Linked DNA regions of Mus musculus: region 2 is linked to region 1. A link is a contact called in public HiChIP or PLAC-seq data. All regions are on one chromosome and are shown on one strand. Each heading gives the region's core, a stretch centred on a gene start, on an enhancer-like site or on the middle of the called end of the contact. The rest is flanking DNA. Distances are from core to core; before and after follow the strand shown.

Region 1 (5,644 bases), core at 974-3,473:
TTTTTTTTTTTTTTTTTTTTTTAAGATTTATTTATTTATTTATTATATGTAAGTACATTGTAGCTGTCTTCAGACACTCCAGAAGAGGGGGTCAGATCTTGTTATAGATGGTTGTGAGCCACCATGTGGTTGCTGGGATTTGAACTCTGGACCTTCGGAAGAGCAGTCGGGTGCTCTAACCCACTGAGCCATCTCACCAGCCCTACAGTCCAGTCTTATGGAGAAATTTTCTTTTCTTCGGGCATCGGATTGCATTACAGATGGTTGTGAGCTACCATGTAGTTGCTGGGAATTGAACTTAGGACCTCTGGAAGAGCAGTCAGTGCTCTTAATCACTGAGCCATCTCTCCAAACCTGGAAACATTTTCTCAATTGAGGTTTTCTCCTCTGCAATGACTTTAGCTTGTGTCAAGTTAACATGACACTATTTAGTACAGCTGAAGTGGAGGTGATGCTCACCTTTAACCCAGCACACAGGAGGCAGAGGCAGTCAGATCTCTGAGTTTGAGGCCAGCCTGGTCTACAGAGTGAGTTCCAAAATGGCCAGGTTTACATACTCCTGTATATTTTGGAAAACAAAACAGAACAAGAAACTATCCAGCAGACAGACTTTATCTTGTCTATAAGATTCTCCCACACTCCACACCAGCATTTTCAAGAACTACCGTAGCTGGGCATGGTGGTCAGCTTCGTATACAGAGTGAGCTGGTGCAGGCCAGCCAGGGTTGCATAGAAACACCCTGTTTCACAGCGACAAAAAGAACTGGCATGAAATGCCCTCTCATGAAAACTTTGCCATTTCCTCCTCCTCACCTCCCTTTCCTCTTCGCCCATCCTCTCTTCCAACCCCATCCCCACTATTCTCAGGATTACAAGGCAGAGGAAGACCCAGCAAAATTTAAATCTGTCAAAACAGGACGCGGACCTTTGGGCCCGAATTGGAAGGTACAAGTCACACCCTTGCCACCAGGGGGCAGGCACATTGTGGGTGGGCCTCTCCTCTTGGAGGAGGGTGTGCATGGGGTTCGGACCACCTGAGATCTTTTACTTACCAACCTGCTTCTGGGTGTTTTTCTACTGCAGCAAGAACTTGTCAATCAGAAAGACTGCCCATATATGTGTGCATACAAACTGGTTACTGTCAAGTTCAAGTGGTGGGGCTTGCAGAACAAAGTGGAAAACTTTATACATAAGGTAAGTTTGCAGGATGAGGCCTTTCCATGTGTCTGTGTTCTGAGACCAGTTGGTCCCAGTAACTGACCTGTTCCTCGGTCACTAGCACTGGAGTCTTGGGTTTGCTCGCTAGGCTCTCCCTTGCACATACTGTTCTACATTTTAATTCTGTCCCTCTACGGGCAGCACATGTGACAAGGAAAGAAACGGAGGTGAAAGAAGAAAACAGGAAAGGCTCTGCTATGCTTGAACTACACAGAAAACAAGTTTTCCTTTTTAATCCAGAAGGCAAGAGGCACTGTGAGCCAAACTCCCAAGTGTCCCAGGGTACAGAACTGGACAGACTTAAGCGTCTTAATTCTCACATGTGTTAGAATCACACTTTTGGGCCACATTTTATACCTGCTGGCTAGTCATAACCCACCCGGCATTAGGTACCAGAGACTGTAGAGAATTTGGCCAGATCTCATGAGCAGCCTGTTTTGGTAGTATTTGGGACAAAGGGCTCACCTGTAAGGTGGATGGCCATCCTTACTGGAACACTAACCTGCCAGAAACAGTTTGGCAAAGGTCACTGACCTGGGTGTGATCCAGATAAGGCAGCGAGGCATCACTCTTCCCCTCCACCCAGTAAACTGTGAATCCTGGGGAGGAATGCAGAGGGGCCTTTCCTCTCCGCTCTCTGACTGGTTTCCCTTCTCCTCATAGCAAGAGAAGCGTCTGTTTACAAACTTTCACAGGCAGCTGTTCTGTTGGCTCGATAAATGGGTTGATCTGACTATGGATGACATTCGGAGGATGGAAGAAGAGACGAAGAGACAGCTGGATGAGGTGAGCCGGATGCCAGGGGACTCATAAGTGTGTGACTGTCAAGGAGACTGGGACTTGGACACATCTAAAGGCCATCAGCCAGTTGTTCTAAGAACAAGCCTGGCTCTGTTGTGGATAAGGTTACTGCCAGGCAGTATGGGAACTATAAGGAGAACAGTCTGTGCTCGGGAATACAGTGTGGCTGAGGTCTTGGCACAGGCACAGAGACAAATATGGTAGTCTGCACCTGATGCCAAGTGAGTAATTCGCCCGCTGCAGTGACTCTTCAGTCAGCGTGGGGGATGGTGCTAGGCCTTGGAACTTGAGGTGACCGTGGAGCCAGGCAGGTTCAGCTGATCTACCAATACACTGGAGTGGACAGCCACAGCACAGCCACACACAGGCATTGCTCTGTGTGGTTGTTGTTCCAAACTATTTTGCAGGTGAGAGGATTTCTTTGTTTTTGGTTTTTATTTTTGTTTAGGTATTTTGGTTTTGAGCTTGGCATTGATCCCAGGAGGAGAGCAGTTTGCTTTCTGAGAGCCTAAAGACCCAGATCCTTGTTTACTTAAGGAATAAATAAAGTCTTCCCCCAGAAGTCCATTTAGGAGGCTGCTCAGTGAAAACCAGCAGGCACCCTCTTTGCTCTTGCTTGTGCGCTGTCTCACAGTGTAAGAGGCATCTTCAGCTGAGGCAGGTGAGGCTCAGCACGGCTCTACTGCAGCCTGCAGGTGACAGTCAGTCTTAAGAGCCCAGTGCTGCCGGGCGTGGTGGCGTACGCCTTTGATCCCAGCACTTGGGAGGCAGAGGCAGGCAGATTTCTGATTTTGAGGCCAGCCTGGTCTACCGAGTGAGTTCCAGGCCAGCCAGGGCTGCAGAGAAACCCTGTCTCGATAAAACAAAAACAAACAAACAAAAAAGAGCCCAGTGCTGTCTGGCTTAGGGCCACAGCTCTTGATCTACATGCCCATGGGGGTCCTGCCCTCCTAAGCAGGAAGCTCTCATCTTTTTAAGGTATGCCTGAATGCCCATTAGAGGACATGCTTTCCAGCTGAGGGCCTGCCTCCAGTGCTGCTGTGCCCACCACACAGATGTTCCATACTTCAGTGCTAGGTTAGGGCAGAACCTGGGCCCAGAGCCCTTCTTCCTCCAGAGCCTCCCAGGGAAGTTTCTACCTTCTGGGAAGACATTCCTCCCAGGCTGACTCACTGGGAAGTGGTGTGCAAGTTAGTTCCTGCTGAAGGCGGATGTTTTAGTTATTCATTCAGCTACCTAAAACTGAAGGGCAAGTGGCAGGATTTGGAGCACAGCCCCTGATTCTTTCGGAAGAATCCTCAGGAAGTTGTAGACCTAAGTCACATTGCTAATTCTGTTTGCATGAGAAAGAGGCTTGAATCCTCAGGTCTTAATAGTCCTACTCTCCCCTGCTCCCTGCAGAAGTTAGCAGATGGAGTATTGTAATCAGGGTTTGACAGGGACTCTCAAGTCACTCTCTGCCTAGTAGTGCCCAGCATAAAGTAATTGGGTTTCCTGGAAGCATTACAGTTCTTTGTCTGTTCTCTGGAGCTGTTAGCATGGGTAAGAAAGGTTCCTGGTTTAAGCACAGCACCAATAAATAAAATAAAATAAGTAAGTAGATAAATAAGTAGATTAATAAATAAAGTGGTTCCCAGCACTCAGGAGGCAGAGGCAGGCGGATTTCTGAGTTCGAGGCCAGCCTGGTCTACAGAATGAGTTCCAGGACAGCCAGGGTTATACAGAGAAACCCTGTCTCAAAAATAAATAAATAAATAAATAAATAAATAAATAAATAAATGAATGAATGAATAAATAAATAAATAAAGTGGTGCTGTAGTTCTGGGGAAAAGTATCCAAACAATCATAGGACTCTGCCTTCCTCATGGTCCAAACTTGGTAGTCCTTAGAGTCAGGGCTTTGCTTGGAACGTGTGCCCACTCCTGCATGAAATGACACTCCAGTATGTAAAGCGTTGTGCAGTAGTTTAGACAGACACTCACTATTCACCAGGGAAGGGTGGATACAAGGGACCTCTTTGGAATTAGAATTTTAAAACTAACTTGTAATGGAAGAGAAAGAACCAAACCCATGTCATTGTAGAATATGTTTTAACCTCTAGCAACTGCTCAGGCCCTCATGCGCTAATGTGAGCCCTGGCTTGTTTTTCTCTCTTGTCTAAAAATATAGTCGATGGGCTGGGATATGGCTTGGTGGTAAAGCACTTAAGTGTCTAGCAGGCACAAGACCGAGTTTCTTAATACCATGCATACAAAGCTTTAAAAAGTTTTTACTGTTGTTTTTAAAAAAGACAGGGTGTGTCGTCTAGTCTAACCTCAAAGTCTTTATGTAGCCAAGGGTCACCTTGAGTTTTCAGTCCCCCTGCCTTTACCTTCTGAGGGCTAGGGTTACAGCATGCATCATGCTGCTCACTCTCTGCAGTGCTGAGGATCCAATCTAGGGCTCTGTGCATCCTCAGCAGACACTCTTCCAGCTGAGCTACATCCCCAGCCCAAAAGACTTTTATTTTGTTTTTCTGATTAAGATTCTGTAGTATCAGCCAGACAGTGATAGCACACACCTTTAATCCTAGCACTCAGGAGTCAGAGGCTGGCTGATCTCTGAGTTCAAGGCCAACAACCAAGGCTGTACAGAGAGAATCTGTCTTAACAAAACAAAAAGTAGAAAGAGGAAGAAAAAGAAGAAGAGGAAGAAGATTCTGGAGTATTTTCTTTCCTATTGTGGGTCTGGCCCCTCTCCCACCTGTTCCTTTGTGGTTAGCTGAAAGCTGCCTGACATCTCTGCTCATGCTCTGCCCAGGAGGCTGCTGGGAACTGATCTGCCTAGGGTTATTTCTTGCCTCTGAAAGTGGAAGACTTTCTGACTGCTAGCTCTCTATTAGAATTTAGTTTAGGTTTTGAAGTCTGAAAAGGTTACCCAGAGATTACACAAATTTCTCTGTAATGAAGTACCTAACAGACACCACATCTGGAGTTCACAGTTTTGAGTTAGGGTGAATTTGTGTTTCGAGGAGCAGGCCAGTAGGAGAAGCCATTCTGTACTGGGCTCAGTTGCTGGGGTGGACGAAAGAGAACATGCACTCCAGCATTTTAGGCCGGTGAGTGGCTCAGTAAGTAAAGGCTCCGCCTGCGAGCCTGACGCCCAATGTTGGGGTCTCCCTGGAGAGAACTGACTCTCACAGAGGAGCCTCTGCTCTAACTCTGAGCCATGACACACACAGATGTGCACACACACTTAGTTCCACATAACATCCACAGAAGCAAGCTCTCATCTTAATTTCCTCTGACCTCACAGAGCTCTGTCTCAGAGCAGACCATCTGGAATACCGGCCGGAGTATTAAAACACAGTCATAGCTTTATTTTGAAATACAATATAATTTCTCAGGACTGCTGTGATATTTAAGTGTCAAACAAACACTGAAGGACATGCCTGTAACCCTGACATTTGGGAAAGTGAAGGAAAATAATAGTAAAACTCTGAGCTGGGAGACAGGGTCATGAGAGCCATCTAAGTTTGAAATGACCCAAGTCTCTAGTCATGTGAGCCTCCTCCCCGCCAGCAGGGTCTCCAGGCTTCAGATTCCCTATGGTGTGAGGACTGTGGCATGCACCATCAGTGGTTTTA
Region 2 (5,644 bases), core at 2,227-4,726, 440 kb after region 1:
GTGGCCAGTAGATTGGTACCAACATCTGTCCTCCTCACTCACTCACTGCTCTACTCCAGAGACACTAGACAAGGGGCACCTCTGTGTTTTCTGGGCGAGTCTGGAGACATCTTTGGTTGTCAACCTCTAGGTGGCAGAAGTACCGGGTACTGTTTAACAGGGTCCACAGCAAAAGCCTGCCTAGCCTGCTGTCAGCAATGCAGGTACTGAGGAATCCTGGCATTCACATCTGGCCACTCGTTTCTTTTCCCTCTGAGGTAAAATGTACATATCCTGAAATGTACAATACTTAAAAACATGTATTCATTAACATGTTAATGATTCTTTTTCTTTCTTTTATTATTATCATTACTATTATTAATCAATTTATTTATTTTGTTTTTTTGAGACAGGGTTTCTTTTTGTTTTTTTTTTTTTTGTTTTTGGTTTTTTCGAGACAGGGTTTCTCTGTGTAGCCCTGGCTGTCCTGGAACTCACTATGTAGACCAGGCTGGCCTCGAACTCAGAAATCCACCTGTCTCTGCCTCCCGAGTGCTGGGATTAAAGGCGTGCGCCACCACGCCCTGCAAGACAGGGTTTCTTTATGTAGTCCTGGTTGTTCTAGAACCTTCTCTATAGAGCAGGCTGGCCTTGAACTCAGAGGTCCTCTGCCTCTGCCTCTCAAGTGCTAGGAATAAAGGCATGCTTCACCACTGTCTAGCTTCCTAATATAATTCTTAACTGTAATTTTGACAAATGTTTATAACATGTAACATTTGCCTTTCAAAGCACTTTTGAGACAGCATCTTGTATATTTCAAGCTGGCCTCAGACTCACTACTTAGCCAAGGGTAATCTTGAACTCTGAGTCTCCTGTCTCTACCTCTAACACCTAGAATTTTGCTACTGTGCATGAATTATCACTTTTAAAATATCTTTTATCAATTCAACAGTTACCATATTTATACTTTAAAGTTTAAATTTTTGCTATTAGATGAATAATTAATTCTACCATTTGTTTGGACAAAGCATTTATGTATTTATGTATGCATTTATGTATTTATGTATGTATGTATGTATGTATTTATTTATTGTCTCATTATATATCTTTGGCTGACCCAGAACTCATCATACAGTCCAGGCCAGCCTTGAACTTACAGAGATCTGTTTGCCTCTGATTCTCTAATGCTGAAACTAAAGGTGTGCATCACCATGCCTGGCCTCTTTTTGGAAAAATATCTAATTATTTTATGTGTATGTGTGTATACATACACCAGCTACACACAAGAACTTACAGAGCAAAGAAGAGACATCTGATTGCCTGAGTTACAGATGGTTGTGAGCTGCAATGTGGGTACTGGGAACTGAACCTTGGTTCTCTGAAAGAGCAGACAGTGCTCTTAACTACTGAGCCCCTTTTCCTTTTAATGAAGAAGCCCTGCTCTCTGAAGGCTCCATAGAAGAGATGTGCCTGAGAATAACCCTCTTACTTTCTCATTCTTGGAAACAGTGAAACTCTTAAAAGGATTTCTGATGACATGAGGCTAGGTTAAAAGAGCACAAAAGACAACTGCTGTCTTCTCGCACTTCTTTGAAGAGTGTCAGACTCAGAGACGGACGGGGCTATGGTGGGAGCAGTGGTTAGATGGTGCAGAGGTTCACTTTGGAGATCATCTTCATGACAGATCCTCAGCAACATCTACACTTAATGCCAGTGAGCTGCACACTAGAAGACGGCATGTTCGATGTTATGTACAGTTTCAAAATGTTCCACTGGGACATATCCAGAAAGATTCTTTTTTTATGGTGCTGAGAATGTAACCTGGGATCTTACATACACCAAGCATGTGCTTGATCATTAAGCCGTATTTCCATCCCCTAGATATGCTGTAAACTGGGCATGGTGGTCTGCATGCTTATCATTCTGTCCTTCAGCAGGCTGATGCAGGAGGTTTGTGGATTTATTTGAAGGCATTTATTTGGAACTATGGGTTACATAGTAGAGTACTGTTTGAAAACCAAAACCAAATAAATAACGATAACACATGAAAGAAAAAGTAACTTGACAAACATGAGGTTTTAGCAGTGGGGAAGGACTAGAAGGGCCTGTGGAGAGTGCCTGTTTCAGTGCTTTTATTGAAATAGGACAGTGAGCATGGCGCAGACAGGAGTGATGTGGGAACAAGGGGGCCATCAACAGCAGAGCGAGGACTGTGCATCTTTTCCAACACCACACTAGACTGTTTTCTCTAGGGTAAGTTTAGGCAAATGGATTTTATTTCTGCTGTGTTCAGTCACAGATGACCTCCGTTGTAAGACTAATTAATGACCCTGCAAATCCCACAAGATTCTCTGAAAATCACAAACCAGCAAGGAGTATTACAATACAGGAACGGTTCAATTCCACGTGCCCTTGTAACCGCTCAAGAGGACTCTGGGGCCTGAAGATAAATAACTCACTGTATGTACTAATCAAGTCAAGAATAAGGAGCAGCAAGGGCTCCTTTTTTATTTCTCACATCTATATTCAAGCCTAACCTCAACCTAGGAGATATCTAGCACCTATTGGAAGAAGAGGCTCAGCCGTAGCTTTGAATTCTACAGCTTTAGTTAAAGCTTGGGTCAGGGCCATGACGCAAGGCAGAGTGTGTCAAAATGTGTTTCTACCCACAAGCATCTCTCTATTAATTTTCTTTCAAAAATTGATTTTATTATACTCTGTGTGTGTATGTGTGTGTGTGTGTGTGTGTGTGTGTGTGTGAGAGAGAGAGAGAGAGAGAGAGAGAGAGAGAGTATGAGTGAGGCAGCCTATCCGTTCAAGTAGTCTATAAGAGCAACAACGACTGCTCTTACCCGCTGGGTCAACTCTCCGGCCCCTTTATTAATTTCTTGATTCCTTGGACCTACTGCCTAAGTGAACAGACCTCTAGCTACATCATGGCTTGGATTTCAGAGTTCAGATGCCAGGGCTAACCTTACACAGATAACCTGAACTACACATGGGAACCACTGAAGGGCCACATTGCCCTTGACTCTTCCTTAAAGCCTCTACAGGTAGTTGTGTGAATAGCCACCTATTACTGCTTATTGTCTTTGCTTGGGGTATGAGAAATGAGACTTAGCTATAGAAGATGGGCTTCTCACAGGCAACTAAAAGCAGATGTGAACACTGGCCAAACGTCCTGCTCCTGAGATAACATCCCAGAGTCTGATTCTGTTCTGTTATTCGAGACAGGGTCATATTACACAGCGCACACTGGCCTTGAATTTACAACTCTCCTGCTTTTGCTTCCTGAATGTGCTGTGTGGCAGATATGCCCCTACCTTTCTCCAGCTGAGATTGTTTTATACAAGAGAACATTTGAGGAAAACAGTCATGGTATAGGACTTATGTGACAACATCCAAACTTCCATGGCTGTTAGACACTACACCAGTCTCAAGAGGCCTGAGCAAGGCTACAAAACACAGAACTGTTCCCATGAGTCAGCTTTGGATTCCAGAGGCTTGGTCAAGTCTGTAGACAGAAATGTAACTGAGAACCCTACGGCTGCTCCCAGACACAGATCTTAATCACTCCATATCCTCTTAGATGGCACACTGTAATGAGGCCAAAGAGTGAGTGCCTGGTAAACATTCACTAATGAAACTGGAGCTGGCATGTGAGGGCCTCGCTCTGCCACTTCCGATGGAGAGAATGAGCATTGTGCTCCGGACATGCCAGGGTCAGGATTTCAGAACACCGACTGCTGCAGTCAAGCCCAGCTGGTGTCTGAGTCGTACAACCTCCCAGGGAGTTTTCCAAGACAACATTTTTGACTCGGGCTGGAGCTGGTCAGGCAGACAGCCGAGGGCAAGCTCTGACTAGAAGTCTTCATGCAGGTTGCATGTGGATAGGTATCAGAGCAGACGAACAATGAAACAGAAACAAGGTCATGTCCGGGTCTTCGGAAGTTTACAGTGAGCAGGGCTGGTGTTTAATAAGGGCTGGCTACATGACAGCCGTGCGTCTTGCTTATGGGCACTGGGTTTAATTTTTACTAATTTTGTTTTATTTTATTCTGAGACAATATCTAGCTCTATAGCCTAGGTTGTCCTCAAACTTACAATCCCTCAGCTTCCCCAAGGTCTGGGATTACTGGTGTATGCCACCACATACCGCTCTATTTTGTTTAACCCTCACAGCTACTTCATGGGGTAGTTCTAAGCACTATTTCAGAGACAGGAAATGGAGGTCCTGTAAAGTACCTATGCACAAACAGATGCACTGTTGTGGGCACAGGGTCCAGCCTCTGCTCATGCCACTCCAGAGCTCAGAGCCTGAGTACTCAAGTGTCCTGTACTTGCTGACAGAGGGGACAAAATCATATTGCACTTAGATTCAAGATGTTGCTACCTGCCTTTGACACTTCATGAGTATTCCAATACATGCTTAACTAGCAATCTTCCTGACCCAGAGACAAGGGCTGGGGCTGGGGGTGAGGGGTGGGGTTGGCTGTCAACACAGCCAAGGAACCACAAGGGCAGGGCACTGAGCTGGGAAAGAGTTGAGCCTCTACCTCATTGCTTTGTTTGGTACTGGGCAGGATCTATGGAAATGAATTACACAATCTTCTTACATGTAGCCTAAGTGTTCACAGATGGAGTTGACTATGAGTTGTTCTTGATTTGCCTGTGAACAGTTTACACTTTATATGGTATTTTCAGAGGTCGGAGTAGTAAATATTTGTGTGTGTGTGTGTAGGTCAAGGCAGACACCGAGTATCTTCCTCAATTGCTTTCCACCTTTGTTCTTCAGATAGGGTCTTGTTGATTAAGCTTGATTAGCCAGTAAACCCCAGGGACCCTCTTGTTTGCCCCTCCCCATTGCTGGAACACACGACCACTCTTGTTCCTATTTTAAGTGTGCTTTACTGATGTTTACGTTTGTGTGTCTGTTTGTCTATCTGCATGCCATGTGTGTGCAGTGCCTGTGAAGGACAGAAGAAGGCATCAGATGCCCCAGGACTGAAGGTACAGGTGCTATGACCTGCCCAGAGTAGGTTTTGGAACCAGAATCCAGGTTTTCTGCAAGAGTAGGAAGTGATCTTAAATGTTGAGCCATCTTTAGTCCTGTTATGTGGGTGCTTTTTATGGAGATCAAACTCAGACCCACACCCTTGCATGGCGTGCTAATTAGTTTTTGTCAACTTGTCACAAACTAGAGTTACCTGAGTTGAGGGAACCTCAACTGAGGAGTTGCCTCCATCAGACTGGCCTATGGGCATGTCTGTGGGGAACTTACTTGATTACTGATTGGTGCAAGAGGGCCCAGACCAAGACGATTGTGGGTGGTGCCACCCTTAGCCTGGTGGTCCCGGGTTCCATAAGAAAGAGATCAAATTGAGCAAGCCATGGAGAGCAAGCCAGTAAGCAGTTTTCTCCATGGCCTCTGTTTCAGTTCCTATCTTAGCTCCCCTTGATGATGAACTGTGACCTGTATGAAAATAAACCATTTCTTCCTCAAGTTGATTTTGGTCAGTGTTTATCACAGAGCAATCTCCCTAATCCCTGTTTTTATTGTTATTTATTTTTTTAAAAAAGATTTATTTATTATTATATCTAAGTACACTGTAGCTGTCTTCAGATGAACCAGAAGAGGGTGTCAGATCTCATTTCAGATGGTTGT

Evidence for each region. HiChIP or PLAC-seq counts read pairs in DNA pulled down with a chosen protein or histone mark.
Region 2: a CTCF HiChIP or PLAC-seq map of the NIH/3T3 cell line shows a contact between it and region 1, with 5 read pairs. The contact joins two enhancer-like sites. A contact is called at or near these places in 1 of 15 datasets of contacts at CTCF or cohesin (the NIH/3T3 cell line) and 1 of 115 datasets of contacts at active chromatin or transcription factors (pancreatic cancer cells).

Annotation. Positions count from the first base shown.
Region 1 is chr11:75,618,373-75,624,016 of GRCm38.p6, forward strand. Pitpna (phosphatidylinositol transfer protein, alpha) reads left to right here. Exons shown (of 12, transcript NM_008850.2): 8 at 868-945; 9 at 1,084-1,194; 10 at 1,882-2,004. Among named protein-coding and RNA genes, the nearest start is that of Inpp5k, 9.8 kb to the right of the region's middle. Within about 2 kb of position 2,224, at least 96 of the 459 cell types and tissues checked have an H3K27ac peak or open chromatin away from gene starts, as enhancers often do. A contact at or near this core is called in the NIH/3T3 cell line, where this site is marked.
Region 2 is chr11:76,056,550-76,062,193 of GRCm38.p6, forward strand. All of the region lies in intron 19 of Vps53 (VPS53 GARP complex subunit), which reads right to left. Among named protein-coding and RNA genes, the nearest start is that of Rflnb, 32 kb to the left of the region's middle. Within about 2 kb of position 3,477, at least 71 of the 459 cell types and tissues checked have an H3K27ac peak or open chromatin away from gene starts, as enhancers often do. A contact at or near this core is called in the NIH/3T3 cell line, where this site is marked.